Linked DNA regions of Sus scrofa: region 2 is linked to region 1. The links are chromatin contacts, called in public HiChIP or PLAC-seq maps. All regions are on one chromosome and are shown on one strand. The core of a region is the stretch at or near the end of the contact, and the rest is flanking DNA. Distances in the headings are between cores, read along the strand shown. Region 1 overlaps CAMK2D (calcium/calmodulin dependent protein kinase II delta). Region 2 overlaps CAMK2D (calcium/calmodulin dependent protein kinase II delta).

Region 1 (3,477 bases), core at 709-3,208:
TTCCCTTGACCTGGCTAATCCCTAAAATTACCCCTTGGCATGTGTGCTTGTCTCTCTTTTCTTATTTCATTAAACCAGCAAGGATTTACATGTTATCTCCATTTATTCTTTAATCCCAAGAAATAGTTTTATTCTTTATTCATTTGGCAAATATTTATTAAATGTCAATTATATTTCACATAATATGCTCAGTTACAGGATGTGAAGATGAGTAACAGCCCAGTCTGATCCTCATGATTGCTTCCCTAATACGACTGAAATTCTGCTGTATGGAAAACCAAGACCTTTTCTCAGTCTTCATTTCTACTTCTCTGTAATATCAAACATTACTAGCCACCCCTTCCTTTGCAAAATTTCTCTCCCTCAGAGTTCAAAGCACCACATGATCCTTTATATCCTTTCACTTCTTAAACTTTCATCCTTTCATCCATTAAAATACAGGTACTCCTCCACATCCCTGTCCTAGGTCCTCTTTTTCCTCTCTATCTTCCCTCCTTTGTGATCTCCACTAGTACAGCTTTTACTGTGCAGGCAGGTCATGAAGAGCAGCTAAATTGATTACTGCAGCTTTATAGATAAAAGCCCAAGGCTTGGAGAGGTTAGGAAGTTTACCCAAGGTCACAAGGACTAGGAAGGGGTAGTTGAACCTCAGCAATTTCAGAGCAGATGCACTTAACCTGCACAGTACATTGCAGTGCTTTCCAAGTCTGTCTCAAGAACCACACTCAATTTTCAATGGTGTTTTGGATATTTCAACCTGAATATAGAACTTACACCTTAATTCCTCACTGATTCATCATCTTCATCAAAATCAGTTCATGATTTTGACTTCTCAATTTCTTATATGAAAATTACAATTTTCCCCATGATTCAACCTTGAAACTCCAGTAATCCTTATTCTATACTATCTTCAGGTTTCAGAATTTCAGTACTCACACTCTATGCCAATCCATTCTACTAATTCACTGTGGCCAAGTAAAGTCTTAAATGGCTTCTTTAATGAGTCCCCACTGTATTTAGGACAATATTCTCAACTTCGCAATCAAAGACCTTTATAAAATTTCCCCGGATTTCCCATAGATTCTCTACATTTTACCCAAACACTAATGGCTTTCTGCACCCATGTGTCCTTCGTCTTTCCTTCCATTCATCTTAAGTTGTACTTTCTCAATGTTACTTCTCAACTAAATATCTCTACTTAGGTACAATGAATTATCATACTACATTCTTCTGCTACTCATCTTTATCTCCTCTATAATCATTCATGTATGTCTCCTCATCTCTAAATCAGGATCTAAGTTTTATGTGGGATCTGAGCATATTTTATTACCTTCACGCCCCCACAGCTTGCTTTTGGCAGGCATACTGCAAATGGTTCTCTTCTGACATCTTTTAGAGAAAATACTAACCTTGCTTTCTTTCATTATCAATAGTAGATATAGGTTATTGTCTTTCTCATTATTAAATGTTACGCTCCCCAAAAGTACATAACCATACAAATGGAAAGAGAGGTAGACTTTACTTCTCCAGGATAAAGCAGGATAGAGCATTTTTATAGGAAGAGGGTTACTGACCCAGAGATCTAGCCCAATTCCAGTCCAGGTAATTCACTCCTTCTCTCTAAAATCCCTCTGCTATTTCAGCTGGGTGATGCTGGCTCTTCCACTCCCTGGCCTGGGAGGGAATGTGATGTGCACTATGAAACAGCTGCCACATGCCACTTGGGAGCACAGGCCTGAATCTCCGCACACTGGGCACAAGAATCCCGGAGTGTTCCCTGCCCACACCCCACAAGTAAAGTGGGACTCAGGGAATGTCTTAGATCCTTGAATGAAAGATGCCTAATAACCATTAGTGTCAGCTACGAGAATTTTTCAAAAGACTCATTTCTCACTTCCCTCCACCTTTTTCCCGAAAAGCTTGCTACAGAAGGCCTAATGAAACATTTCCATGCAGGACGGAGAAATTATTCTCTCAAAGCTCAGTGCTATTTTTAAAACCGACCTGTGTGTGCTCACTGTGTATTTCTAATACTTGTATCCGTAAATTTGGATTTGGTTCAGATGACTCTAAAACATAGTCTCCTACCTAAAAGTGTTTCTTAAAATTTGTAAAAGGTCAACAAATACTAATTTCATTTTTTAAAAATCATTATTACTTTAAAAGATTACCTATCTTAGTGATCCTATAAGCTGTCCCTGATCATGCCTTGGGACTTCTCTTAACTATGTCACTGGCAGATTATAGATATTATGATTCTTAGTACTAAATAGAGAATACAGAAGTATAAGTAATATGATAATTGGTTCTCTGTCCATATACACATTTTTTTTCTTTCTTAACAATTAAATTTTCCCTTTTCTTAATCAGAAAATACATAGAAAGCAGCAGGTAAGTCAATTTTTTTTTCCCAAAAATAACTTCCAAAGCACATAAATATTACCAAAAGTAGACTTCAGCCCTATTCATAAGAGACAAATAGTTCTTCGACACTTTTTTATTTTTCTCCAATTCTACTAGAATGAAAACTGGCCTGAAATCTGGAGCTCTATACTGAGATAACAGGAGCAGACTTTGACCCTGAAATTCTGCTTGCAATCTGGAGTTAGGATTTCCTCCTACTTTCTAACGACTATACCAAACTTGAGTCACTGATTTTTAAGTCAACAGAAGGCTTTTTCCTCTACCCCAATACAAAACCTCCTACCCCAATACAAAAAAATCAAAACAAAAAGCAAAATAAAAAAACCCAACAATCTACTATGTTTTATATATATATATATGCACATATTGAGTAAAACAATTCTGCCTCTCTTTAAACCACAAGTTATATAGTTCTTGATATTAATGAAACTGGGGAGATCTTACAAATTAAAATGTTCTACAGATGCTAAGTTCCCTTTAAAAATAGGGGGAAAACACTGCATGGTTAAGCCTAGCAAGGCAGGTTCAATGCTTAAACTGAAGTTGTCTTCTAGGTGAATGAGAGATTTTTCCATTGTTTAAGTGAAAGGAATAAATGACTATTTTCCAACTAAATAATATATTACATTGTACAATCTGTTACTTAAAAGAGTACACATATACAAATATTATTGCTAACAGTTTTGAGTCCCTAGATATATATTCACTTATCATAATATGTAGTTCAGGAGTCATTTTTTCATTCACTTATTTGAGAAACATCTCAGAAGGGTGCCAGGCACTATTCTAGACACTGGGAATTCAGGCAGTGAATAAGGTCAATATCATTTTTAGACATCTTACTTATTATGTTTGGTTTTGAACCAAAACCTACAAACATTTTTTTTTTAAAAACAAGTCATTAAAGCAATGCAACAACTGCAGAAACTATCTAGTCTCTCTTGTTTATAAACCAAAAAGGAATTCTCGGAGTTCCCGTTGTGGCGCAGCAGAAACGAATCCGACTAGGAACCATGAGGTGGGGGGTCAGATCACGGCCTTGCTCAGTGGGTT
Region 2 (3,477 bases), core at 414-2,913, 170 kb before region 1:
TTTTACCGTCTATATCCAAATAACTTTCCAGAAAAAAAAAAGGCCAAATAAAGTGTCAAATTCTTACTTAGAAGGTACCCGATTTTTCAAAACGTCTGAAATTTCCAGATGAGAACACAACTGACAGAAACAGCCCAGATTTCTGTAAGATTCCTCTTTTCCACTACTACAGCCAGGTATTTTAGGAATAAAAGAGGTGATGCTATCAAAAATTGGTATTTGCCTCTACTTTTGGATGAAGAACATCAGGTGTAATTGGATAATTTTCCTGTTCCTTATATAAAAAACAGAACTCACAGTGGCTATATTAAGTAAAAATAGATTTATGGGGTGGGGGGAAGAAACCCATTCGAAGTCTAGGCAAGCTTCTGAGAAATTGGATGAATCTGGGGACTACGCTCATCTTTCTTCCCATGAAGATAAGAGCTCTTGCTCACTGCTTCTCCACATGTTTGCTCAGTCCTCCTCCTCAATACTGGCTTCTTTTGCATAACTCTTGGTTTTTGTAACCCCCTATTATAGGGCACTCTCCGTGGCCCAATGGCTTTCAAACATATTTTGACTCCAGCCCCAAATCTCTAAGAATCTGTAGTTTCAGTCTCTGTCTTGATTCCAAGCCCAGGTTGACCCAGCTCCACTTAGGTGTCTCCACCGAATCCAGTAAGCTATGCCCAGGAGGACAGATTTAGTGACGTGCATGGTGGCTCATGCTGGGTTGTGTGTAGGATTTGTTCTTCAAGAGTGTGATGATGGTAGGAAGGAAATTGGTGTATAAACCATAAAACACATAAAGCATTTAAATCATTTAGTATAGTTATCTCTTTGTCCTGCGTTTACCAAGTTATAATTTACACAGACTAAAATTCACCCTTTTGGACTATGGTTCTGCAAGTTTTGACAAACACATACAGTCTATAGCAATCACATGTGATTAAGACAGACAGGTTTCCATCATTTACTTCTGTTTAAAATTTATCAACATTATTTTTAAGACGCCTTCTTCACTTTTTAAATTTATTTATTTAGTTTGGCCACAGTGTGCAGTAGCTTGATGTGGGATCTCAGTTCCCAGACCAGGCACTGAACCCTAGCCACAGCAGTAAGAGTGCCAAGTCCTAACCACTAGACCACCAGGGAACTCCCAAGAATCCTTCTTCACTTTAAAGAAATAAGCCAATAAACAGCTATTTCTTAGAAGTTTTTGGCTCCTCCTCCCCAAATTTGTCTTTAAGGAATAACATAACAAATTCTATATACTGAAACTGGGACTTGAGTGATTACATCATATGTGAAACAAAAACAAAGGCTTTTTCTACTCATTGCTCACTTCAGGCTGTTATTTAAACAAATACAGAAGGAACAACCTTAAGCTAGGACTTCATGAAACACAAAATGTAAGAGGTCCCCAGGCTCTAGGGACTGACAGAATGCCTCTCAGGTAAAGGGTCTCTGCAGTATATGTAGCAGATACTTATTGTTATAAGTTTAGACAATGTCTGAATTTAGACCATGGCTTGCTGACAAATGTACACTATCCCATGGCACTCTGCCAGCGAAGAGGTAGAAAAGCTTGGGAGATAATCAAAGGTCACAGCTTTATTTAACATCATCACACACCAAATAGGAAGTCAGGCATTCCCTACTGGGGCAGAGACAGAGTGTCCTCCAGTGACTGCTCAGCCCTTTTGCAGAGTCAAATCCTGCCTTTAAAAGGTGGGGCGCTCACCAAGTGGCCTAAAACAGGTCTCATCTTTCATCAAGGGCTTCTAATTTTAAATTGCTGCCATGCTAAATTTTATCTTGAGTGTCTCCCTGAGTCTCCACCCAGTTTGTTCAGATCTAACACCAGTTTTAGACAATTTCCCAGGGCTGGGGATTCCAATCTGTATTGTTTAACATACAGTCTGCATGGGGCACAAAGTCACGCACATTGATTAAGAATTTGAATGAGAGCCTCGCATATTGATTTTTTTAAATATTTCATGTAGGTACACATAAGTTAACTTACAAAAATTCTAACATCTATTGATATCATTCTCTGTGATAAGAGAACCTACTAGGAAGAAATTAAAAGAAAAAACAACTGTTTCCTAGGAATCAAGTTAGAGGTCCTACCTAAATGCTACTCAGAAAAATGCACTGTAGCAACTTCGTGAGTTGCTACCCGGACTCAATTGGTAAAAATGAGTAAAAGCGTACGTTATGAAACTCAACTTCCTCTAAAAGTTGAGGCTGCAGTACTCCTCAGGATAGCTTTCTCAGAACTATGGGTCTCTAGTTAATGCTGCCAGTGGGAAAATTCAATTGCTAATCGCCTTAAAGTAGTTATGGATCTGAAATGGGACAATCTGGGAGGAAATGAAATTTCTAGTTTATTTGCTACAGCTAACTTTATACAAGACATGGGTACAAGTAAAATGTACTCACAAAGATATAGTTAAATAATCAGCTACCAGTTCAATTTTTTTTCCCCATGGGCTACAGCATTCAGATTCCTACACACAGATTCACCTCACCTGAGCATGCATTTGATTCGCGTCGTGAAGGAACCTCCCAGTGGCTCAGTGTACAGTGTAGATGGACTAAGATGCCTGAAATGCTTGAGTCAGGGCCACCAATACTCTGATGGTATATGTGCATGTGCCTTCACAGATTGGAAAAAGCCAAACTACTCCTCAATAAAAATTAATCATTAAGCTGAGCCAGGGAGAAATCTGATTCTTGCGTTTGCATTACGTGATCCAGTGGAATGCACGAGCATAGGTGGGTATTTCAGGTATTTCCAGCAAGCTCTCCCTCCATTTTCAATAAAAAAAAAAAAATGAGTTCCTTATCTATACTGGGTCGAGAATTGCAGCAGTCTTTCATAGCTCGGGGCAAAGTGACTTCTGGGATCTCACACACTCAGCATCACAGTACAGTAAGGCTGTATAAAACCTTATGGGGCATAGAACATGGCAGATGAGGAGTAACCTGGGAGTCCAGGGCTTCACAGGGTGACTGCCAAAAAGAGGGCTAAAAAAGGGCATCATGAACTGAGTTCAGATGGATTCAAAGCACCACGGCTGTGTCAACTGCTGGATGTGGGCAGGGGAGGTTCCTGGGCCTCCCTCTTCACCCCTGATGATGACAGGCTCTTTGCTCGCAGGCCTCCTCTTGACCCCAGATGAAGAGGGTAAAAGGCCTCCTTGGTCAAACCTGGTTATTTACTGTCATTCAAATAAAATGCACATCAACTCTCACTTTGGTTCAAGCTGACCTCGGACTGGAATTCTAGGCTCCCCTGGGTAAAAATTTATACACCCACAAAGATCAAGTATAGATACTGATTTTTTTTTTTTTGATCCTCTAGTTGGAAAAAAAATTACCTTTTCTCCCAATTCCCTGAGCACCTTTTTACACATTTCTCACATTCCCAGAATCTTTCTGTCATGTGTTATAGATTATTGCATCAACTACCAAAACCATATTGTGAGC

What was found. HiChIP or PLAC-seq counts read pairs in DNA pulled down with a chosen protein or histone mark.
Region 2: an H3K27ac HiChIP or PLAC-seq map of skeletal muscle shows a contact between it and region 1. The contact joins two enhancer-like sites. A contact is called at or near these places in 1 of 47 Hi-C or Micro-C datasets (heart right ventricle) and 1 of 2 datasets of contacts at active chromatin or transcription factors (skeletal muscle).

The regions. Positions count from the first base shown.
Region 1 is chr8:108,930,997-108,934,473 of Sscrofa11.1, reverse strand. The region is part of intron 2 of CAMK2D (calcium/calmodulin dependent protein kinase II delta); the gene reads right to left. Among named protein-coding and RNA genes, the nearest start is that of CAMK2D, 17 kb to the right of the region's middle. Within about 2 kb of position 1,958, at least 7 of the 83 cell types and tissues checked have an H3K27ac peak or open chromatin away from gene starts, as enhancers often do. A contact at or near this core is called in skeletal muscle, where this site is marked.
Region 2 is chr8:109,097,202-109,100,678 of Sscrofa11.1, reverse strand. All of the region lies in intron 4 of CAMK2D (calcium/calmodulin dependent protein kinase II delta), which reads right to left. Among named protein-coding and RNA genes, the nearest start is that of CAMK2D, 180 kb to the right of the region's middle. Within about 2 kb of position 1,663, at least 6 of the 83 cell types and tissues checked have an H3K27ac peak or open chromatin away from gene starts, as enhancers often do. A contact at or near this core is called in skeletal muscle, where this site is marked.